5 separate regions of the Mus musculus genome follow, and all the other regions are linked to region 3. A link is a contact called in public Hi-C, Micro-C, promoter capture Hi-C and targeted proximity ligation data. All regions are on one chromosome and are shown on one strand. The core of a region is the stretch at or near the end of the contact, and the rest is flanking DNA. Distances in the headings are between cores, read along the strand shown. Region 1 holds the start of Psat1 (phosphoserine aminotransferase 1). Region 2 holds the start of Gnaq (guanine nucleotide binding protein, alpha q polypeptide). Region 3 holds the start of Gna14 (guanine nucleotide binding protein, alpha 14). Region 4 holds the start of Vps13a (vacuolar protein sorting 13A). Region 5 has its middle 30 kb from the start of C130060C02Rik.

What was found. Promoter capture Hi-C pulls out the DNA fragments that hold promoters and counts their contacts. A called contact is a pair of places that touch in the nucleus more often than the background predicts.
Region 1: a contact with region 3 is called in a targeted proximity ligation map of pancreatic cancer cells.
Region 2: a Micro-C map of embryonic stem cells shows a contact between it and region 3, with 2.3 times the contacts expected there. A contact is called at or near these places in 4 of 39 promoter capture datasets (embryonic stem cells, hippocampal neurons and liver), 12 of 484 Hi-C or Micro-C datasets (the N1E-115 cell line, Sertoli cells, cerebral cortex and 4 more), 12 of 130 datasets of targeted methods (bone marrow-derived macrophages, craniofacial prominence, embryonic basal ganglia and 8 more) and 3 of 9 other capture datasets (adipose tissue, embryonic stem cells and liver).
Region 4: a promoter capture Hi-C map of the HPC-7 cell line shows a contact between it and region 3. A contact is called at or near these places in 7 of 39 promoter capture datasets (the HPC-7 cell line, HPC-7-derived erythroid cells, cranial neural crest and 3 more), 8 of 484 Hi-C or Micro-C datasets (the HPC-7 cell line, the N1E-115 cell line, embryonic stem cells and 3 more), 1 of 130 datasets of targeted methods (astrocytes) and 1 of 9 other capture datasets (liver).
Region 5: a contact with region 3 is called in a Hi-C map of bone marrow-derived macrophages, with 15 read pairs. A contact is called at or near these places in 3 of 39 promoter capture datasets (cranial neural crest, embryonic stem cells and neural stem cells), 1 of 484 Hi-C or Micro-C datasets (bone marrow-derived macrophages), 1 of 130 datasets of targeted methods (stem cell-derived neural progenitor cells) and 2 of 9 other capture datasets (adipose tissue and macrophages).

What each region holds. Positions count from the first base shown.
Region 1 is chr19:15,922,815-15,927,690 of GRCm38.p6, reverse strand. It overlaps Psat1 (phosphoserine aminotransferase 1), which reads left to right and starts at 2,632. Exons shown (of 9, transcript NM_177420.2): 1 at 2,632-2,827. The coding sequence starts at 2,768.
Region 2 is chr19:16,129,885-16,134,239 of GRCm38.p6, reverse strand. It overlaps Gnaq (guanine nucleotide binding protein, alpha q polypeptide), which reads right to left and starts at 1,556. Exons shown (of 7, transcript NM_008139.6): 1 at 779-1,556. The coding sequence starts at 914.
Region 3 is chr19:16,433,931-16,438,544 of GRCm38.p6, reverse strand. It overlaps Gna14 (guanine nucleotide binding protein, alpha 14), which reads right to left and starts at 2,878. Exons shown (of 7, transcript NM_008137.4): 1 at 1,728-2,878. The coding sequence starts at 1,851.
Region 4 is chr19:16,777,894-16,782,205 of GRCm38.p6, reverse strand. Vps13a (vacuolar protein sorting 13A) reads left to right here and starts at 1,273. Exons shown (of 72, transcript NM_173028.4): 1 at 1,273-1,536. The coding sequence starts at 1,437.
Region 5 is chr19:16,012,540-16,017,256 of GRCm38.p6, reverse strand. No RefSeq gene overlaps it. Among named protein-coding and RNA genes, the nearest start is that of C130060C02Rik, 30 kb to the right of the region's middle.

The DNA of each region.
Region 1 (4,876 bases), core at 1,383-3,882, 510 kb after region 3:
TCCTCTTTTCAAAATTCTTTTCTTTTCTTGTTTTTATTGTTGTTTAAGATTTATTTGTTTTATGTATGTGAGTAAACTGTCACTCTCTTCAGACACATCAGAAGAGGACATCAGATCCCAGCACAGATGGTTGTGAGCTACCATGTGATTGCTGGGAATTGAACTCAGGACCTTGGAAGAGCAGTCAGTGCTCTTAACCACTGAGCCATCTCTCCAGCCCTTCTTTTCTTGTTTTTAAAGACCAAGTTGTTGCAGGATATTGGATCTCACTGTGAACCCCGGAGTTTGTATTATTTACTGAAATAACTTGTTTCCAGTGTGGTGTGGTTCATCCCTTAGTATACACTTTTAATCCCAAAACAAGGAAGGGAGTAAAGTTAAAACTAAAAGTTAGCAAACCAAAAAGTAAAGTAAAATTAAAACTAAAAGCTGGTTTATAGAAGGAAGCAGCCATGTTTGAAAGTGCTGAGTGGCAGACAAAGTGATGAATCAGAGAAAGATTTGACAGAGGAGAATATGTTCAACTCTTTTTTTTTTTTTTTTTTTTTTTTTTTTTGGTTTTTCGAGACAGGGTTTCTCTTTATAGCTCTGGCTGTCCTGGAGCTCACTTTGTGGACCAGGCTGGCCTTGAACTCAGAAATCCGCCTGCCTCTGCCTCCCGAGTGCTGGGATTAAAGGCGTGCGCCACCACGCCCGGCTCCATATGTTCAACTCTTACAAGGAGAGGAAAGAAAGCTACTAAAGAGAGCAGAGAGGAGAGGAGAGGAGAGGAGAGGAGAGGAGAGGAGAGGAGAGGAGAGGAGAGGAGAGGAGAGGAGAGGAGAGGAGAGGAGAGGGACTGGGAGGGAGAGAGAAAGGAGGCAGTCTTATTGGGACAGTTGTACAGTGACAGGTTGAAGAGAAAACAAGCTAGATACAGGTAAAGACAGAACAAGCCAGGGAACGAGGAGCCAGGAGATTAGAGTAGGTTGCCAAGTTAGTATGAGGCCAAGCAGAGAATTTCAGGAGAGCTTGAGAAAGAAACAAGATAGAATCACCTGGCTTGAAGAGGAGTTTTGAGCCAGAACAGCGGAGTTGAACCAGCCAACAAGAATTTGGAAAGAGCCAGAAAATGTGAGCGTATTGAGCAGTAAATCTCAGAGGCTGAAAATTTTATGGGTCTAGATTAGATTATACAGAGGCCAGAAGCTTCCAGGACTAGGCCTAAGTTAAGCTCCAGACAACAGTTAAATCAGGTGAATAAAGTTTACCAAGTTCCTTTGTATAGTCCTGGCTGTCCTGGAATTTGCTCTGTAGATCAGGCTGGCCTTGAACTTAAGGCTTACCTCTACTTCTACCTCCCCAGTAAGACACCGCCTATCTCCAGCTATGTAAGTTTTTAAACTAAGGTGCTGAAGAAGGCCGTGGACCTGGCTTTATTCGGCCTTTTCTAACAATTTTGCTCTACTACTCCCAGACTCAAAGCAGTGTTTCTGTTCACAGCCACACCCCTTCTACAGGTTATGGGAAACAAACAAGAGCCCAAATGCTCAAAGGCTGAATTGCACGCCTGTCAAACTGAGGCCACAGATGCGGAGATCAGCATTAACGCTCAGTAGGCACGGTGCCTATTCCTGCCATCCATTGTACAAAAGAACTTGGGAAAATGTTTTCATAGTAAAGGAATCTGGGTGAAACTGCAAAGTAGAGGGAAAAATGCTTTTAAAATGTTCTGGACTTCAAAAGAACTACCCTAGCATAGAAGGGGCCTTCTTGTTCCAGAATCTCAAGCGAGCCTCCAGCACAACTCCTTTGAAAAGGGAACTTGTGTGGAAAAGTTTGAACAGATGTGGCACTGTGCCCAGCTCGGCTCAGGGCCACATTCCTCCGGCCCTGACTATATTGTGCTCCCGTTAATACCTCCTCACAACTTGAGGACCTCCTGCACAAGAGCCAACATTCAGGTTCCTGCTCCTCAGTTCATGAAAGAGATAATGAGAGAACAGAGACTCAGCGACTTGAAAGAGGCTGTCCGCGATGAGGGTGGGGGTGGCGGTAGGGGTGGGGTGGGGCTGCCCCCAAAGTTCGTAGCCACCCGTGGGGCAGTGAGCTAGAGCGCAAGTGCAAATACAAAGGCTTCGTATGTGATTTTTGAGACAGGGACCCTCCACGTAGTGTGGCTGGCCTCCACGTAGCTATCCTCCTGATTTACCCTGCTGGGATTATCAGGTGCACCAGGTCACAATCCTATGACCGCACTCTTCAACCATTTCTACACGCTGCACCTCCTTCTTTGAGTGTCCTGTCTCTACGTCGGAGTGTCTGTGAGGGTCTTAGGAAAGTCCGGTGAACAGTGGGGACTGGCTCTGGGACAAATGCAGCATAGCCCAGCTCAGCTGGAGGTGGGCCAGGAGCAATGGGTTTGCGCGCCACCTCGAAGTTGTTCAGAGGCCAGGGCAGGGGACTCTGCGCCCAGAGGTGCGCGAAGGCAGAAGGCACCTCGCCACGCGGGTGGCTGGTGCAATCCCCTGCTCTCTTGCGTTGACCGCTAAAGCCGATTGAAATTCTAAACTCCAGGAGGAGTTGATTGATCGTAGACTCCGATAGTGAGCGTGGCCAATAGGGAGGGGAGCTTCTGAGCGAGAGCCAATCAGTGAGCGGCCTGAGACAGCGAACCAATGGAGCGCCGACTCAGCAGGCTGAAGCCCGCTCTGCCTTTGCATCCGGAGACGCGGGCTGTTCGCGTGGTCTCTGCTCCTGCCACTTCCCCTGCTGTCGCCTTAGCACCATGGAAGCCACCAAGCAAGTGGTTAACTTTGGGCCCGGGCCTGCCAAGCTGCCACACTCGGTAAGGTGGCTGGGGTTTGGTCGGAGTGCGGGCATCGGGATGTGGGGCGTCGGGATGCGGGTGTTGAGATACAGACAGCGGTGAGCAGGGATGCCGCCGTGGAGAGATAGTTGCTGAGGCCGAAATGCGCTCCTGTGCACAGACGCGGGCGTTCACTTCCAGCCGGCCTCCTGGTGGCGTGGCCTCTGCGGCTCCCGCGTGCACAGGCGAGCGTAGGAGTGTGAATGAATGGGCGGTCGGGGCGGCACGTTTCCTTCCGGGGAGCGCAGGCTAAGCTCCGGGCGCTGGGAGCATAGTCCTCAGAACTCGGAAATTGAAAGCTGCCGGCTTCTCCCTCTTCGCCTCCACCGAACCCACCCAGCCCTTAAGCCTTTCTCCTGGAAACCTGCCTGTCTCCTCAGACTCTGAAAGGCTTTGGTCTGTTTGGCCAAGTTCCATTCACTTGATCGGTGTGTCATCCCGTCCCATCCTGCACGGGTTCCTCCCGCACCCCAGCTGTGCGGAATGAGATGCCTCTCGTGGCCGGGAGCCCATGGACCAGCTGTCCAAGCTGCTATCTGGTAACCGCTTGCCACAGCTCGCAGGCATGGCCAAGAATTGTACAATTATCTTTTGTTGAACCCTGGCGATCTCCCCGGGACACCACGGTCTCTGTTGGGGTAGAAACAGGATAGTGTGAGAGAGGGAAAGACGCCTTTCTTTTGTAGGGACAGCGACACAAGCTGAGAACAGGGCTTTTTCTGCAGCCATTGCAGTTCATCTTACATGACGGTCTTTGGTAGAACTGTGGGACCTTCTGGGAGATCTCCCCCACCCCCATCCCTCTCTGTTTTGGAAAGCTCTGGGTTTTTTGTTTGTTTGTTTGTTTGTTTGTTTTGTTTTGTTTTTGCCAGGTTAGGTAAGGCAGTGTCTCTCAGTACAGGCTAGCCTAGAATTTACTTTGTACCGCACGCTGGTTTTGAACTATTCCTGCCTCCACCTCCCAAGAGAGCAGTGTCTTACTTAGGGTTACTATTGCTGTGATGAAACACTGTGGCCAAAAGCAACTAGTGGAAGGAAGGGTTTATTTCACTCACAGTTCCCTATAACAGTTCATTATCAAAAGCAATGAGGACAGGGACCTGGAGGCAGGAGCTGACGCAGAGGCCATGGAGGGGCGCTGCTTTCTGGCCTGCTCTCCGTGGCTTTCTCAGTCTTTATAGCACTCAGGATCACCAGCCCGGGGGTGGCACCGCCCACAGTGTCAAGTTGACAAAAATAGTCAGCATGTAGGAATTACAGGCATGTGCGATTAACTTCAATGTAGTAAGCCTTCTTGATTTAGTTTCGAAGCTTTCAAAATTCATGTATGGGTGTGTCTGTGTGTGGGTGTGTGTACGCGCATGGGTCAAGTGCCTGAGGAAGTGACTTAGAGGTGGTTGTGAGCTAGCTGATGTGGGCTCTGGAGCTCCAACTGCAACTCCTGGAAGAGCAGTCTGTGCTTGTCCCAGCTGAGCCATCTCTTCCATGACTTCTCCGGCCATCATTTAAAGGAAGGCACTTGGAAAAATTCACTGCTGGAGTAAACCTCTTGTAAATCTTAAGCTCCAGGGTATCGGAGGTCTTCTGGCTTCAGAGGGTAGATGTACAAATAAATGAATACTAAGATAAATTAAAAAAAAGACTGAAAATAAGTTCAAAGATGGTTTCAGATAGTAGGGGGACGGGATCTGGTAGAGCTCCTGCTTGCTGTTTGCTGAGGCAGGTCCTGTTTAATCCTGTTGAACGCACAAAACCCAAGACTCTGTCCCAGGTGCTTCTTTTAATAGGGATGTGTTCACTGAAATTTAACTTGAATGTTTTTGATTTATATATATGTGTGTGTGTGTGTGTATCATACTCCTACATATATAAAAAACTAAGATTCTGTTTTTGTTGCAGGTGTTTCTTTTAGAATATGAATGTATAAACTAAAATTTACTCAAATTGTATATATATACACACACACTATATATATATATACACATACATATTGAGATAAACATATATTACACACACACATGGCCAGTG
Region 2 (4,355 bases), core at 307-2,806, 300 kb after region 3:
TTAAACGCGATCAGAGGGAAATTTTCTCTCACTCTTCCCGTTTTTTCTTGGAGCCCAGATGGCAAGATACTAAAATGTCCGTTTTAAACAAAAGGTTTCTGTTTGTTTCCAGGAGAGTAACTGAGAGGCTGCGCTGGTTTCCAGTAGAAACTGCTGTGAATTCAGGCATACATCTGGGTCGCCTCATTAAACAAAAGACACCCGTCTGCTGTCAACAACCACACAGTACAACACTCCCGGATCCTTCATCTTTATCCGGAAGGAATGGTTCATAGAGACGCCTGTCACCATCCACTGGCCATGCAACTCTCTGGGGTCACTCCTGTCAGTGGCCTGGTGGCTACAGTATAGCACATTTGGGCTAGTCTTCCCGCCCCGCCCCTGCCCAGTACGTTAACCCGGGTTTATTGGAGCGCCAGCCAAGGCTTCCTCAGCACCTTTCCTAGCAGAATCCAGACCGGGGTCTGCTCCCCGTTTCCACCCTTCCCTCTCCACCCCACAACGCGCCACAATGGACGCTGGCCGACCACCGCACTGCACGCCATTGCCCACCCGCGCCGCTCGCGCGGACGCTCAGCCGTCCCGCAGACGCTGTGCACCGAGCACGGCCCTAGCTGACACCAAAGGCGCACGCCGCGGATCCGCGCCCGGGAGCCCCGGCCCTCGGCCCCTGGGTGCGCGCGCGCGGGTGCGGGTGCGGGTGCCGGCCGGGGACGCGCGTGGGGAGGGCAGCGGCGAGCCGGGGCGGGGGGTACCGGGGCCCAAGGGCCGCACTCACCCAGCAGCAGCAGCTTGAGCTCCCGGCGGGCGTCGCGCTTGTCCCTGCGCAGCTGCCGCTCGATCTCGTCGTTGATCCTCCGGGCTTCCTTGGCCTCCTCGCTCAGGCAGCACGCCATGATGGACTCCAGAGTCATTCTTCCGAAGTGCCTCGCTGCAGCCCCGCCGGCGCCCTGCTCACACGCGCGCACACACGCCCTCCGCCCTCGCTCCCCCGAGGCAGCGGCGGCCGCGGAGCCCCGCCGCCCGGGCGCGCGTCAGGGACGAGCTCAGGGGAGCCGCGGTAAAGGAGGCGGCCGGGCCCGCAGCCCAGGCGGGCCGGGAACGAGCGGGGCCGGGAGCCTGGGACGCGCGAGGAAAGGCCGCCGCGCCCCGCCGCGCTCACACGCCGCCTTCTCGGAGAGCGCGCGGCCCTCCAGGCGCCGCCGCCGACGCTGCCCAAGGCTGTGCGCCCAGCGGCCCGAGCTCATCCACCGAGGCGGCCCCGCAGCGAGCGACCGCCGACGGCTCAGCGCGCCCGGCGCGCCCGCTCCTCGCCGCCGCCGCCGCCGCCGCCTGACTCGGCTCCGGGCGCCCTCGGCCTGCCCGCGCCCACTCGGCTCGCTCGCAAACCGGGCAGCCGGCCGCCGCGCGCTCCCCGCCTCCGCCCCCGCCTCCGCCGGACGCCCACCCGGCCCGATTGCCAGGCGCGCCGCGGCTGCTCAGTGCTCGCCCTCCCCCTCGCCACACACACACATTTTCTCCTTTCTCTGAACTGGAGCACAGATCCGGGAGGGGGCGGCGGCGGCGGGAGGAGGAGGAGGAGGACGGGCGCAGGGGGCGGGCACAGCGCAAGGGGCGGGACCGCGGCCCCTCCTGGACAGCTCGCGCTCTCCTCGCCCCGCCCCCGACTGCCCGCCCCGCTCGCCGGCCGCCTCCCTCTGTGCGAGCTCCGGCGCGGCGGTCACGGCCGTTGGAGCGGGTCCGGCAGGCGGACACCGACCTTCGGCTGCCGCTGGGCTGCCGGGGCGTGGTCGGCGAGAATATGGCGGCCTCGGCCTGCCCTCTGGCCGCTGGCGCTGCGGGAGCCCTGCCGGGAGCCCACGCGCTGCGCTCCGGGCCTCTCTGCAGCCGGGCTGCCCTTTCCTATTTCTAAAACGCCATTGGGAAGAAGCTGCCTCGAGTGGCCTCTGACCCAAGATCCATCTTAGAAGATGGGATGCTCTTTACTAGGGAAGAGAAAGGATTGTCACTGGCTCTCTGGGGGTTACTGAGGGATCTGTGGACGGAACTGTCCTCCTTATCTCCAGATAGGAATCTGAATCCTAAAGAGAAAAAAAGAAGCTGCCCAAGTTTCCAAGAGCCTCCTGATCCGTTCCAACTTTTCGGGTCACTGAGGTGGTTTCTGTTTTCCTACCAGCACACTACGTTAAACAGTCTGGTAATGTAGGATTGACCCTTCTACACCGTGACAGTTAAGGATGACTTCTGGGAGAACGCCAAGTAGTACAGAATGAAATGAAAGAGACAGATATGGTGGCTCACACCCATAAACTCCACACTCCACAGGCTGAGGCAGGAGAATTGCTTCCTGAGCAGTATGAGACCTTGTAGCAAAGAAAAGGGGGAGGGAGAGAGAATAAAATAGGAGAAAGTGAAGAAACTAGTATCATTGGAGCAAAATTCTATTTGGTTTTTATACTTCTAATTTGAGGTGGTTTACTAATAAATAGAAAATATCTTGTTCATTCAAGGTTGTATTGGGGAAAAAAAAAGGTTCATTCAATTCAGTGTGTCTCAAACATCAAGAGGAGAATCGTACTATTTTTCCTGACTTTATAGATAGAAGTGGGCGCCTCCACATTTCATGCTTTTCATAAACTGCTCCTGTTGATCTGGGCTGCAATGTAAGATCATACCCATTGCTGCAACTTAAGAATGAAACAAGTCTTGGACTTCAAGGTCTCTCCTCTGGTTTGCCTTATTCTCCACCACCACCACCACCACCCCACCCCATCCCCCACCCCCACCCCCACCCCCACCCCCACCCCCCCACCCCCGTGATACACTGCATGCATACATTCAGCCTCTATGCCAGGACTCAGATGGAGTTGTGGACGTAAAGTCTGTATGTAATACTCTGCTTTTAAAAAAGATACCTTGCCAAAGAAGCAAAGAAGCAAAGAAGGTGAACCTCTCACCCCTTTTATATGAATACCATCAGAGCTGGTGTAGACTAGCTGTGAAAATGAATATTTAGATACTAAAGATTCAGAGTCCAAGGCAGAAATGTAAAATAGAAGAATTGGGCAAGAATTGCAAGTAATACCCAGCCCCCCCTCGTGGGGGTGGGGGTGGGGTGTGTGTGTGTGTGTCCTAGAGAGACACAACAAGCTGGAAAACAAAACGATCAACATTTCATGTCTGGTTTCCTAAGGAGCCCCTGAGACAAATTGTGCCTTTAAAGTGTCAGTAATATATTTTGCTTAACTGACCTCTTTGTTTGTCACTTCTGTCTCAGCCCCAGGGACATGCCCTGGTACAGATATTTAAATTGACAAAAAAAAAAAAAAAAATCAACGTATCACTCACTGGAAAGAAATCAGGAAGTAAGGAATGCCAGCAATGCACAGGACAAAGTTATATAAGGACATCAAGAGGGAAACAGGAAGAGAAAATTCCAAGCATAAACCTTTGATGGATCTGGAAAGCATTTGCTAAGCAAGTGTCCCTATGACTTACATCAAACAAATGGAGTCCATACAGAAACTCACAGTGGTGTTGAGTGTGCTCTAGAAGAATAGACTCTAAATTATGCAACCGAACAGGGCTCATGTTACAAAATTCCAGTTCATTAAATCAACAAGCAGGGATTAACTGCTTAAATACAGTAAAGATGCAGTGAGGAGCACCCGGGGCCTACAGCATGTCCTCAAACTCTATAGGCATGTGGTCTTAAGGCATGGTGCAGCTCTGGACGGATACAGAAGAAAAAACTGGAGTTGATTTGTACAAAAATTGGGGTAAAGGTAAAAAGCATTTCAATGTACCCTAAAGAACATATAGGCTTAGCTCGGTGTACGAGCACACAGTCTTATCTGGAATAGCAGTCTGGCCTACTGAAGGAGATACCCTGTGGGGAAGCAAGGAAAAGAGGGAGGGAAGAAAAAAAGGAAGAAAGGAACAAAGAAAATCTCTACCGTAAACGTACACCACTTTAAAATAACAATTCCAAATCAAAATCACTGGAGACATACTGTGGGTTGATAAGCCATTCTGAGAACTCGAGGCCAATTACCGTAAGGCTGAAAGGCAAAACCACAAAATCCTACAAGCATTGAACTTCAGAGAAAACAGACTCTTATCTCCCTTGCGGTGTCCCAGTTCAGAAGCCTACCCACCCCACACACCCCAATTTATTGCCCAGCCTTCAGAGACCTGAGAAGAAAGAAAGAAAGAAAGAAAGAAAGAAAGAAAGAAAGAAAGAAAGAAAGAAAGAAAGAAAGAAAGAAAGATAGATCAGTAAAGACATATTAAAGGAATGGAGGAGGGATTCCAGGGTCCAAGAAGAAAAGGAAAAGGAGATCCTGAAGGGGAAC
Region 3 (4,614 bases), core at 1,629-4,128:
CATAGTGATGGATAGTCTCAGCTGGGAGACAAGAACAGGAAGTACTTCAGGGAGCCAGAGTGGGACAAGAGGTAGGAAGGCCTGAGGGTTCAGTTACTGACGCTAAATGTGACTTATTTGTATGTCTAGGTCTGTCAAAGAGGCCTATTAGTAATACACTATGGCTCGGCTTGCTACATAATTTGCCTTACAAGGGGCCAGCCTCAGTATAGTCCTAACAGTCCTTCACACGAATCTAAATATTTCCGAGTGAACTAAAGTTTAGTCTGCCCTTGACAAGAGACCGTATCCATCTGAACTCAAATGAAGGCATAGTTAATCATCTTAGTGTTCACGTGATACTCCACACTTGACAAACTGAACTTGATGACAGACTGCAGGGTTCAGCTAGAGTTCCCAGGCCTATTCCAAGTCTGGGTGAACAGCCCTGACCCCAGGGGTGGAAAGTGGCCCTTCCTTCCCATCCCCACCCCACACTCCACCCACTGTAGGAACCTCGTAGGTATAGCTGTGGACCTCAAGCTACTGTCCCCAGCGTCTTTACAGCCTCAGCAAACAGCTTTCCTTGGTGCTTACTCCCCTAATCAGGTCTCTCCTCACTGGCTTATAGTAAGCTAGGAGTCCTTTTGGCAGGGACTTTCCTCTGGCCTTAGAGAAGAATCAGGAGTGTGGAATCTGGGTGGTCAGCCCTTTGAACTTGCAGGTTTAAGGAAAACCAAAGGAGGCCCTTTAAACTCAGCAGTAGCCAGTTACATAGTGGAGGGCTTGCTCGGGTGTGAAGGCAGTGCAGGCTAAAAGCCCTCTCCTTCAGTCAGTCTTCAAAAGGGACTGCTTAATTAAATAATTAAACAAATGGTGAAAGAGAGGACTCCAGCCTGAAAGGACAGAGGAAATGCAAGCAGCTATTTTGGGGGTGGGGATGGGGGTGAAAGAAAAGGGCCAGTGTCCAACAATGGATGGGGGCTGAATGACACTCTACAGGCCAGAAGAAAGAGATCCTTGCCTTGGGGGAATTAATCAGACTTTAAACTCTTCTCTCTTTGTTTTAAAAACACTTCTTCAAAGGCCTTCTAAAAGCCTAAGGAGGCACTGGTAGAGATAGCCTGGACATTGAAGTTAAACTAAGGTGGGCCAAGGGAGACTTAAAGCTACTCTCTTGATGCAGGCTCCGGTGTCATCAGCAGAAGGTCCTGGTGTCAGAAGAGAGAATAGCAGTAGGGGTGTCACTTCCGAGGCGCACTTGCTATCATTTTCCCCTTTTCTCCAGTTTGTCAGTTTCTAGGGTTTCCTCTACAGTGAGGACAGAGCCTTCCCACCATGACCATACCTGGCAGGTAAAAACTATGCTGCACGTGGCCCCTGCAGTCAGACCCTCAACAAGAACCGAACCTAAACTGCGAGGCAGGCCGTTCCCCACCACCCACCAACAACTAAGTTTGGGGGTTCCCGCAGCAGCCGCCTGCTGGGAGCCCAAGGGCAAAAGCGAGCAGGCCCCGGGTTGGGGGGGGGGGGAGAGAAACTGACAAGGGTCCAGGAGTTGAGCCCTGGCCTGCTCTGAGATATCAGGAGTCTACGATCGAAGGTGGCCCAGCTCCCCAGGTGCAAAAAGACCGGTTCCCTGAAGGGACATAGAGAAACTCAGCACGCCACCCGGCAGGCTTGTTGGGACGGGAAAGAGCCGGGACGAGAACACCAGAGCTGCGCGCTGGATAAAGGCGGCCACTCACCCAGCAACAGCAGCTTGAGCTCCCGGCGCGCGTCCTTCTTGTCGCGGCGAAGCTGCCGCTCGATCTCCGCGCTGATGCGCTGAGACTCTTTCTCCTCCGCAGACAAACAGCAGCAGCCGGCCATGGCTTGCCACCTCGACGGAGCGACAGGGACCTGGAGCTTAACGCCCGGCCGCGCGGATTATCCGCGCCAGACGCAAGGTTTGAAGAGGAAACCACCTGAACCAACTATGGTATGGAGAAAGAGGCTCGGATCTCCTAGGCTAACGCTTTCTCGAAGGCAGTTCCGAGGTCAGGCGAGTCCTGAGCGCTTGTGTGGTCCGGGATCAGGCACCCAACCCCGCGCTTGGGAGGGAGAGAAGAGCGAACTGGGCAGTGTGATTGGCGCTGTCTCCAGAAGATGTGCGTCCCCGGACACTGTAGCTGGGTACCCAGGTAGGCAACGCACACCGCGAATCAAAAGTTGGGGCGTCGGTGCTGCTGCTAGAATGGTCTCTCCGGGACTGTAGGGTGTCGCAGGCTAGCAGCAGGTGTGGCCTGGCTTGCAAATAAAGGGCCAGCTAGTCCCTGTTTGCAAAGTTCCGAAAACCTCAACCCGTAGACTTTTGCGGAATGGAAGGTTCCTCCAGCACTGACCGCTCTATGTGACAGGAGGGGGCGGAGCGTCTCGAACCTGCAGCCAAGGCTGCAGGAGTTGCCTGAAGTCCTACCCCAAGCCGACGGTGCCTGGGGACAAAGGATAGCAACAAGAGGCTGGGTCGCAGAGTAGTCTCACACCTGCCTCCTTGGCGGTGGCGCCCTAGTGCAGGCAGGGCCACTTGCCAAGCTTGCTGTAACCAGCAGACACTGGCTGCCAGCCCCCTTCCCGCTGCCAGATCCGGGTTCCGACAGGTGAGGGAGTTTCGTCAACTCCCAGCCTCAGTGCCAGGGGTGGAGGCAGCGCACTAGCAGACCCGAGCCAAACGTCTGCAGCCCGTTCACACACCGCATGCCAGCAGCTAGGCTCAGGCCTCTTTTCCCACCTGAGGCTGAGCTTTGCCCACCAGCTTCTCCACCGCTCACACTTGGGGTTTCTAGACTGGCTCCCTCTGCTTCCCGGATGCCACAACTCAATTTGGGCTTAGTGCAAGCCTTGGGTCAGCTTGTAGTTTGCCTGCCTAGTGCAGATGGGCCTGCTGGCTGGCGTAGGAACTGCAGCTGCCTTCCGGGGTCTGGCAAAAGAGCAAAGGGCTAGTTAACGCCTCCCAGCCGGTCCTACCTCCTGGCACCGGATGAGGGGGCCAGGGACTGGAGGGGTGAAGGAAAACGGCTGGCTGCTTTGCATTTGATGATGGAAAAGACTTCTGTTTGTAGAAAGAGTTGGCACCTTCCCGGCACACCTGGCCAGTTCCCTGCCCAGCCCTGCAGCCAGACTGCCGCCTCGGGACAGCTCCTGGAACTCTGCGTGTGGATGTAGGAAATCTGAAAGAACCCCTGACAACTCAAATGCACAAAGTTTGCACAAAGCAAACTACTCTGATTTTGTCTGTGCAGATTTAAAGGTGCGGATAAGGGATCCTCGGGACCAGAGCAAATCTTCTTTGCCTTCTATTCAAGTTGGCATATGACATGTGCACGGTTACGGAATCAGACGCTAATTCTTCCTCCGTGAAGAGCAATGGAAGCAGAAGTGGGGCGCTGTGGTCATTATATAAGAACTTGGCAGCTAATGTTATCTGGCTGCTAAGTCTTATTTACTTTACAGTTTAAGAAGTGCGGACCAATCAGGCTTTAAAATGCCCTGTATTTTAGTATCCTTCCAAGCATAATTGACGACAACAGTGTCCCCTACTGGAAAGTTTCTGGATTTTTTTTCTCTCTGTAATCTGTCACCCACTTTTCCCTTTAGCTCCTACAGGTGTTGAGAACACCACCATTGGCTCCTCAAACTAACATCTCAATCACGGCTTTTAGTCTTCCACAGATATTAAAACCAGAGCAAATCTGAATTCCAAGTTAACTGGAATAACTGACCTGTTCAGTCTCCAGTTACTAGCCTTCCAAAACAGATCCTGACAGATCGTCCCTGGCGAACTTGGCGGTACCTACCGGAACCCTTGGTACCTACCGGAACCCTTCAGTGTTCCCATTCATTTGATCAAACCCGTATTCCTTGTATAGGACACGGTGCTGAAGAAGTCCCACAGGTTTATAAGCAAAGATCTCTATCTTCAGCTAACAATACAAACTCAATGAGTAAAATGTCAACAGCAGGAAATAAGCCAAATTAACTATGTTTGGTCCACATAGGACAATATTATGTATCCATTAAGGTGATCTATGAGTAACATTATGTCCCAATGAATAACACCTTAGGATGTTTGGGTGAATGACAGCCTGCATACAGCATCGTGGTGTCACCATCTACCTCAGGGCTGGGGATGTAGCTCAGTGATAAAGCCCTCTGTGCATTTAACATCCAGCACTGGAAAAAAAATCATACCTTCCAATGATAGCATAACCATTCTAGCTTGTATAAGAACACTTGGAAGCATCCATATGCCATTGTAGCTGAGTAGCCACGAACTCAGTACACTGCATTCCCACCGTTCACTCATGACGACAGAAGAACAACAAACTGGGGAGAATCTTCAAAACACATCCGGCAGAAAAGACAAGGCACAAACATATAAGCAGTACAACGGAAATGGTATGGGGAGAATACACACCTGCATTTTTAAGAGCATAGAGTACTTATATCAGGAAGGTTAGCTGCTCTGAGTCAAAACTGGCTGGCTGATTTTAAATTATCTGATAGAGGTACCCGAAGCCCCTCCCGTCATGTTTAGATTGCACTTTCCTTAACCGTGAGCAGAGCAATGGACTAGAATCCATTCAGGGGACTCAC
Region 4 (4,312 bases), core at 24-2,523, 350 kb before region 3:
ATTCCTGAGGGTACCAGGTACGGATGTAGAAAACACTTATACACACACACAAATGAAATTTAAAATTGTGCTAAATAAAAACTCATTAAAAAAAACCAACATGGATGAAGGTTTAGAATCTTGATAGAAAAATCCATGAAAACAGAAGGGGTCCTATTTGGGAAGAAGGAATCAGTCAATAGGACAAGAAAGAGTCATGGGTAATAAACGACCAAAATATACACATTTATCAAGATGTTATAATGAAACCCATTATTTTGTAAAATATATGCTAATATATTCTTTAAAAGCTTAAAAAAGTTTACACTATTTTTGCTCTTTTTTTTTTCTGAAATAAATTTGAGATACTTGATGACTATGCACAAAATACACTCAGTGCCAAATCAGGATGTGCCTTGCGAAGAGAAAGTTGAAAGTGTACTGCTGCCTCTGAAATCCTCAGAGGATTAATGTCGGTTCTGTAAGTTGCACCTCTGTCTTGTGACCTCAGGACTTTGGGACCAATTTTCTCTAAGTCCAAGCGTGGAGCGGAGACACTACTTATTTTAGCTTGGCCACTAAGGCTCAGAGGTGTCTTTCTTGGTTCTTGGCAGGCTCTCTGCTGTCTCCGGACTGACTCAAACGTGCTACTCTTTAACATGACTGGCGGCTTTCACATAAATGATTTGACCGGAAAAAGGTGCCAAGAGCAGTTGCACATTAAGAACTTGGAATTTATCTCCCAACTTTACTCTCCCTCGCCCCTCCTCAGCACAGATTAGTAGCTGAGGAAGTAAGGGAAGGCAACTGAAGGGCCAGTTCGCATCCTTGCCAGGAGAAGGGAGAACGTCAGGAAGTACCCAAGCACCAAGGCTGGCCGAACCTCACAACTGGTAATAATGGGGGAAAAGCGTCCTGGGAAACTGCCTCAGGAAACTTCCCGCAACCTCGCACCAAGCTGTACACTCTCCACTCTTTGGATCCCGCGATCTTAGTTTTCTCTTTCGGAAGCGGCGTTCCTGTCGGTTATCATCACGCCCCGCCTCCTAGAGAAAGTTCGCTGCGGGTAAAAAGGAGAATCATTCCGGGGCGGGGTCTCCAGCGCTCGACTGGTGTTCTGTTGCTAAGCGACGGATAGGAGGCGCGGCCGGCGGGAGAGGCCCGGCGGTCCGCTCGCGGGCAAGGGCGGGCCCGCGGCTGCGCAGCCGCCGTCCTTCACTCTCGCTCCCGGCCGCGCCTCCAGTTCCGCGTCGGTCACGCCCCCACGCGCAGCCCGAGCTGCGCACGCGTGGTGCGAGCGGCTACCTTCCTTCTGTGGGGCTCGCGGTCGGGTTGAGGGGACCCGGCAGCACCCGCACCGTAGCTGGAGCGGGCCGGGAGCCGGTAAGCCGAGCCGTCTCGAGGGAGGAGCAGCCCGGGTAGTGCCGCGGTGCCCTCCGCGGCAGAGAGGAAAAAAAATGGTATTCGAGTCGGTGGTCGTGGAAGTGTTGAACCGGTTCCTGGGAGACTATGTGGTGAACCTGGACGAGTCCCAGCTCTCCCTGGGCATTTGGAAAGGTAACGGGGTCGCCGCTCCAGGGTCGCGGGAGACGGCGGCGCGGTTTCTCGTGGCTTCGGTCCTTGGCCAGCCCGGCGCCGCCACCTGCAGCTGCCCGCCTCGCCCTTCAAGTTATGTAAAGCGGGGCGGCGGTTCCCGGGCGGGCGGGCGGGCGGCGCGAGCCGTGAGGTTGGGGGAGGCGCTGGCTGAAGCCTCGCGTCCCGGTGGGGCCGGGTGCTGGTGACCCTTGGCCTCCGCTGGGCAAGGGAGGCATCCCTGGCAGTTTGGCCCCGGGCTGTCAGGAAGGCTCCGGCGAGCCCACGGGGAGTCGCACGCCGACTTGCACGTGAAGACCAGGCGCCGTCCGCGAAGACACCCTTCGTCCCTTCCCTGCCCCACTTCACCGTGCTTTCTAGGCGAGTTCCGGTCCGGCCACTGAACTTGGACTTGGGTGTTGCTTAGCTGGGACAGGCAAATGACAGGGGGAATAAAAGGAAAGGAAAGCCCCTTTCAGAGTATCTCAGAGTTACTTAGGTTTTCAGGTCGCAGCCTGACCAGGTGGGAATGTGGGTGTTTGTAAGACCTGAGTTTTTTGTTTTTTTAAAGAACGAAAAGAAAATGCAGGAAAACAGACGGTCAAAATGTAATTTGGGCTTTCCGTTTCTCGGACCTGACGAAGACGTGATGAGCACTCCTCTCTGTTGCTTAGATGGGAAGGGCTGCATCTACCCCTTCACTGCAATGATTTACCTAATACAGTGTCTTATTTTTAGTGTTTCCATCTGTATTGCATTAGACTCTTGTTTATTTTAAGTAGCTATTAGCAAGTAGAGGCCTTTTTTGAAATGAACGTTCCAGGCCAAAGTTAGGGTTAATTATTTGTGTAAATAGTGTGTGCATTCTCTGATAATGTACTTACTTAAAACTTTCTAAAAGTTCTCGTTTATCTTGAGCCTTCTCATTTTTGAAATAATGAAAACAAGTAATTTAGTTTTATTAAACAAACAAGCCCTCAATGTAGCTAGGTACCTTCTTCCACGATAACGTGGGCAATTGATCTGTAAGAGCTAGCACAGCCTCTTTGAGATCAGGTACTTGCAAGTTGCTTAGTCTGCGCTGCTTCTCAGTTGCAGAGTGAGGATAACAAAACTCTGTAGCTCAGAAAAAAAGCCTGGAAGAATATCTGAGCTGGTACCTGGAGAGATGGCTCAGTGGTGAAAAGCGCTGGCTACCTTTCCAGATGACTTGGATCCAAGCCTGGTGTCCACATGACAGCTTACAATCATCTGTCCCAGGGCATCTGCCTTTCTCTTCTGGCTCTAGGGGCCACTGCACACAAGCGTGTAGTGCACAGACATACACACAGGCAAAACACTCATACATACAGATGAAAACAATAAAATGAACAAGAAAACGTTACTTGAACAGTGGTTTGATTTGTAGTGAAATGTTTTGTACATTTAAGGTGCAGGCTGTGTAAACTATAATTCACCAAATTTATGTATTTAAAGTTTACCTAGAATAAAGTTGAGTCTTGTGAATAGTTTTGTTTTAATAAACCTTAAGAATGTTTCAACTATCTCAATAATGATACAAAAAGATTATAAGCCTAGGAAATTCCCACTTCTTTTCTTTGTAATTGATTCTTCCTCGAGTGGCAGTTACTTATCTGTTCACAGTCTGCTGGTTTGCTTTTATTTTTAAGAGTGTTATAAACTGAATCCTTTGGCTTTGTAGCTTTTTTCTTTTTGAGATCCAGTTTCACTATGTAGCCCAGGCTGGCCTGGAACTTAGAATCTTCTTGCTTTGGTTCCTGAGTGCTGGGGTTAAAGGCCTGTGCCATCACACTCAGCTTCTGTGTAGCGGCTTGAGTCAGGCTTCTTAACAGAATGCAGAGAAGTCGTCCATGCGTCATTCACGTCCTGCATACATCACCTTGTCCTGCTCAGAAGCACGGGAATGGCAGGACAAGGTGATGTATGCAGGACGTTAGGGCTTGTTATAGACACAGGTTTGCCATCTTTGCAGTATTTCCTTTTTGGCAGTTAAAGGGCAAGGTGCATCAGGTGTTAGTGTGAACATAAATTATTTCTTTGGAGTAAATGCCTAGCAGTGGGATTGTGAGTGGTAAGTAAATATGTAACTTTATGAGAAGTGAAATGATAGGATTTGGTTAAAGTCTGATTGTGTCTCCTAAAAGTTCTATGTTGGAAGCTTAGCCCCTAGTCTGGCACTGATAAGAGGTGCTGGATCTTTTAGATGTAGGCCTAACAAGGCACAGTGGCCTCTCACCTTAGCTTTCAGTTTCTTTTTGTGAGCTTTCTCTCTGTCTCTGTGTGTGTATCTCTCTGTCTCTGTCTCTCTCTGTCTCTCTCTCGTGTGTGTGTGTGTGTGTGTGTGTGTGTGTGTGTGATCTTCACCATAGCTGCTGCTATGCTGTTTGAATTTTCAGCCTGCAAAACTGAGCCAAATGTATTACTTTGTCTATAAGAACCAGTCTCGAGCATTTTATTATGGTCCCCCCTCCCCCATGAATCCACCCCTCAAACTTAACTAATACACCTTGACACTGATGTCTGAAATGGCTCTGTTATGTTGCACCATCACCAGTTTTGTATCAAGATGTAGCTGTGCACTATCCTCTTGAGCATTGCTAGCCTCACTTCTAAAATGTTGTTTCCTTGTATGTGTGTGCGGTGGGTGTGCAGGTCTATATGGTTGCCTGCATGTGTGAATACTTGGTGATCCCCAGTTTGTGGAACTGTTTGGGAATGATTAGGACACACGTCCTTGCTG
Region 5 (4,717 bases), core at 622-3,121, 420 kb after region 3:
GGTAAAGTTTTATTATTATGTTATGACAGCAAGATAGTCCCAGAAAAAAAAAATCTATGTGTAAGAGCATGGCTAAGCCCCAGAGACCTAACTAAAGCTACCTGCCCTTCTCCATGTAAACAACACACTCAGGACACGTGTAAAAAATAGAATAGCTTATACCCTGGTCAGCTTCTATATACAACTACATGGAAGAGAAGAAAGTGAGACACGGTCTTCCACTGTCTTTGGGCTACTGAAATTTGGAGTAAGAGTTCTTTCCTGTGAAAGGTGGATAAGTTGTTGAAGTGTGCTCTGTAAGATGTTCATCTGCATGCATCCTTGGTCTCTACTTCTTGATGGCAATAGGGCACCAACCTCTCCTATCTGGGACAAGAAAAGGTTTTTATAAACAATGGTTAAATATTTCCTGGGGACAAAACACCCTTGGGTAAAAACAACTAGAAACAGAACAGCTGGACTGTCTCTGGAAGGGGACGGATTGGCTTGTTGGCTCGTTGGCTCAGCTTTGTCCGGAGGCAGAAAGGCAAGACACTAGTCATTACATAGAAGCAGACTTTCAAATGCAGCATCCCACCCGCATGTAAAGTCAAACAAAAACATGCAGGGCATGGTGGGAATGCTCACCTGCCAGGACATGTGATGACACTCATTATGATTGTCAACCTTATTTTCTCAGGTGAGGAGAGACCAGAGTTGTTTCTTCCATTTCCATTTTTGATTGCTTGAGATTTCAAAGGAAGAGTGAGGATACTTGGCAGTCAATTTCTTTTCTACTCTTACTGGGCTCTTGGGACAGCAAAGTGAAGGATGTCCTAGGCAAGTCAGGACAAGCTGATGATCCCTTCAGAGCCCAACAATATTCTAATGCAGTCGGGCTTCCCCCAGACTTGGAGAAATTCCCCCAGTATTAATCACTTATCCCTCAGAACCTCCTAGAATCTGTTTCATTTAGTTATTGTTCCCAGAAGTCTCTGAAGTGAGTCACAGCAGACATTAAATTAGTTCAAGGGTTATGGGTTCTTTCAAGCAGGAAATACATCTTCTATTTTCCTTTCTATCCTTTTATTTTTATTGACATATAAATTCTGCAAATGTATGGGGCACAAGGTAAGGTTTCATTATGTAGATACCCCCCATGTAAATTAATGATATTCAGACTGTCTCTCCAGAGTTTGTACTATAACCAAAGAAGGAGAAAAAAGATTCCCTGAACTTGACGAAAATGAATTTTTCTCTAACTAATTCACTGAGTAGAAATTAATATCCCTCAACAAAAGTCCTCTCCTCTGTTGAAATGAAAGTCTGAGATAGGTTACAGTGTGCCAACTTCCCCACCTTCCTTTTTTTTCTCTTTCAGATAGCCTTCTTCCCTCACACGGACTCTCAGTTCCTCTTTTCTGCAGCTGTGGTCTGGGACATCTTCCACTAGGATGGGTGGAATGGGTGCCAACACTTCTAAAACTGGACTAATCCAAACCCACTCATCTGACCACTCCGAAGTTTTGAAGGGTCAGCAGAGCATGGCAGAACTTTGACGGATTGGCTGATACACAAAAATTTCAGAATGAACTCTTTGTGGCGGCATCAGCGTGCTTCTGAGCAGTTGTTTCTCTGGATCCCTGCAGACGGTATAATCCAAACTGCTTTGCTGCTGCTAGCAAGAGCCTAAGAGAAACATAAAGTCTTCTTGGTAACAGAAGGTGGACGAGGCAGCTAGGGCAGAGAAGTGCTTTATGTTCCAGTTTGCTTCCATTGCTGTGATAAAACCCACAACCAAAACAACTCGGGGAGGAAAGGGTTGATTTATTCATCTTCCGCTCGATGTCACAATCCATCTGTGAGGCAAGCCATGGCAGGAACTCAGGCCAGGAACTCAATCAAGGCAAGAACCTGGAAGCAGGAACTAAAGCAGAGTCCACAGAGGAACTCTGCTTACTGGTCTGCTCAGCTTGCTTTCTTATATAGCCCAGGACCAGTTCTCTAAGGGTAATATCATTCACAGCAGGCTGGGCCCTTCCACATTAATCATCTATCAAGAAAATGATTCAAAGACTTGCCTAAAGGCCAATCTGAAGAAGGAATTTCTTAACTGAAGTTCCTTCTTCCCAGATCACTCTATTTTGTGTCAAATTGACAAAACCCAACCAAGACAATCTGTTTCCCATTCTTGGTATACTGTCAATAAGAACGCATATGTTCCGTTAGATGCTCAAAACTCCTTTAAGGGCATTAAGTAAACCCAAGTCCTGAAGACACAGCATGGCACACCCTTCTGAGTTTCCTTTCAGCTCTTGGTCTTGAGTTATTTTCTTTTTCTTTGCAGTCTCCATGTCTATTTACATGGCCATTGTTTAAAATCTGATCACCCTCCATGCCAAATCTTTAACCTCAGCCCCTCTAGACAAAGTCATGAGCTAGGCTCACATCTGTGACTCACTTTCTTCCAGAGTCACGAGGCTCCATGGTGGAAGTTAGGGTGGGTGTCAATAAATTAGAAGACCTAGGGACAAGCTACATGGATCCAAGGCTGAGTTGCTTAGTCATCTTCCTATATTCACTCCAAAATAATAAGAAGAAATGACATTTGGAACCACCACATGCTAAGAATTTATCTTATGTATTCATTTTTTGAGACAGTGTCTCACTTTGTACATTTGGCTTTTCTGAAAATCAATATGTAAACCAGGCTAGCCTTGAACTCAAAAAGATCTACTTGCCTCTGCCTTCCAAGTGCTGGGGTTAAAAGAATGTTCCAGAATACCTGACTCACATACTAAGAATTTAAATTCTGGATGCTGCACAAATGAGTATGCTCTAGTCTTCAGAAGTAAAGTGACTTTTCCTTCTTAAAATATTTGTCCAAAATTATGACTGAGTCACACAATAAAGGGTGAAACAAGATCATTGAGAACTTTTAAAATATTTCTCCAGTTACCAGGCTTAAGCTGCTTATATCTTGGAAGCTCTTACTTTTCTGAGATGCACAAAGATAGACAGCAGGGAACCAAGGTCATTACGTAACTGCTTAGCTCCATGTCTAGCATCTGAGGTCATGATGGCATCTGTGCTTGCAAGGCTTTGGGTAGTTCTTCCCTCCTGCTGTTGTTTACAGCCTATTTGTTCTGTCATGGGTTGGTTCAACTCTGTGTCTAAAGCTTTCCTCAATGGATTATGACAGTCCTAACATTTCCCATTATCCATCATCCTGAGGTCTCCATTACACCTTAGGGTTCACCATCCTAGCTTCATCCTAGCTTTCAGGCCCTTCTGCTGTCTCAATGGCTTTCTGGAACCTTGACATAACCTCTTTAACCTCCATGCTTTTCATCCTTCATTTCTACAAAATCCATATCATCTGGATAACTCTGCCAAGTGTCTTAGTCAGGGTTTCTATTCCTGCACAAACATCATGACCAAGAAGCAAGTTGGGGAGGAAAGGGTTTATTTGGCTTACACTTCCATACTGCTGTTCATCACCAAAGAAAGTCAGGACTGGAACTCAAGCAGGTCAGGAAGCAGGAGCTGATGCAGAGGCCATGGAGGGATGTTCCTTACTGGCTTGCTTCCCCTGGCTTGCTCAGCCTGCTCTCTTATAGAACCAAGACTACCAGCCCAGGGATGGCACCACCCACAAGGGGCCTTTCCCCCTTGATCACTAATTGAGAAACAGCTGGATCTCATGGAGGCACTTCCCCAACTGAAGCTCCTTTCTCTGTGATGACTCCAGCCTGTGTCAAGTTGACACACAAAACCAGCCAGTACACCAAGTTTTCCAAACAGCATGAGATGTTTAGACACCTGCCTTTGGACCAAAATTTCAGGGACCACTGTGTGCTTGTCTTAGAGGAAACAGTTTTTTTGAGCAGGAAATCCCTTCAGCGTTATCCTCATGTCAGGCTCTTTCCCTTCAAATGAGTATCCGTTCTTACAGGCTGGAGCTTTCAGTGGGTGGGGTCTTGCCATGTGAGTACCTCCTCATTACTCCAGTGACAGTGTGAGTTTTTCTTTAATGGCATCAAGAACTTTAACAATTACCGATTCTTTATCTGCATGCTCCTGGTCCAACAACCTTAAGTTTACCCATATCCATATTCCTTCTCTTTGGAAACTTCACAGTTTTCATCTCTGTCTCTGTCTCTCTGTCTGTCTCTCTCTCTCTGTCTGTCTCTGTCTCTGTCTCTGTCTCTCTCTCTCTCTCTCTCTGTATTTCTGTACACCCGAATAAGAGCAGCAGGCAGTAGCCATAACTAGGACTGAATGTGTTGGGAGCCGCCCCCACATTCGCCGTCACAAGATGGCGCTGACATCCTGTGTTCTAAGTGGTAAACAAATAATCTGCGCATGTGCCAAGGGTATTTTACCACTACATGTACTCTGTCTTTCCCGTGACGTCAACTCGGCCATGGGCTGCAGCCAATCAGGGAGTGATGCGTCCTAGGCAAAGAATAATTCTCCTTTAAAGGGGACGGGGGTTTCCGCCATTCTCTCTCTTGCTTGCGCTCTGCGCTCTGGCGCTCTGGCGCGCTGGCGCTCTGGCTCCTAAAGATGTAAGCGGGGGGGCCTTTCGTTTTTGGGGCTTGGGGCTTGCGCTCCTGGCTCCTGAAGATGTAAGCAATAAAGTTTTGCCGCAGAAGATTCTGGTTTGTTGTGTTCTTCCTGGCCGGTCGTGAGAACGCGTTTAAGATGAATGATAGGCTATCTTTAAATTCATTTG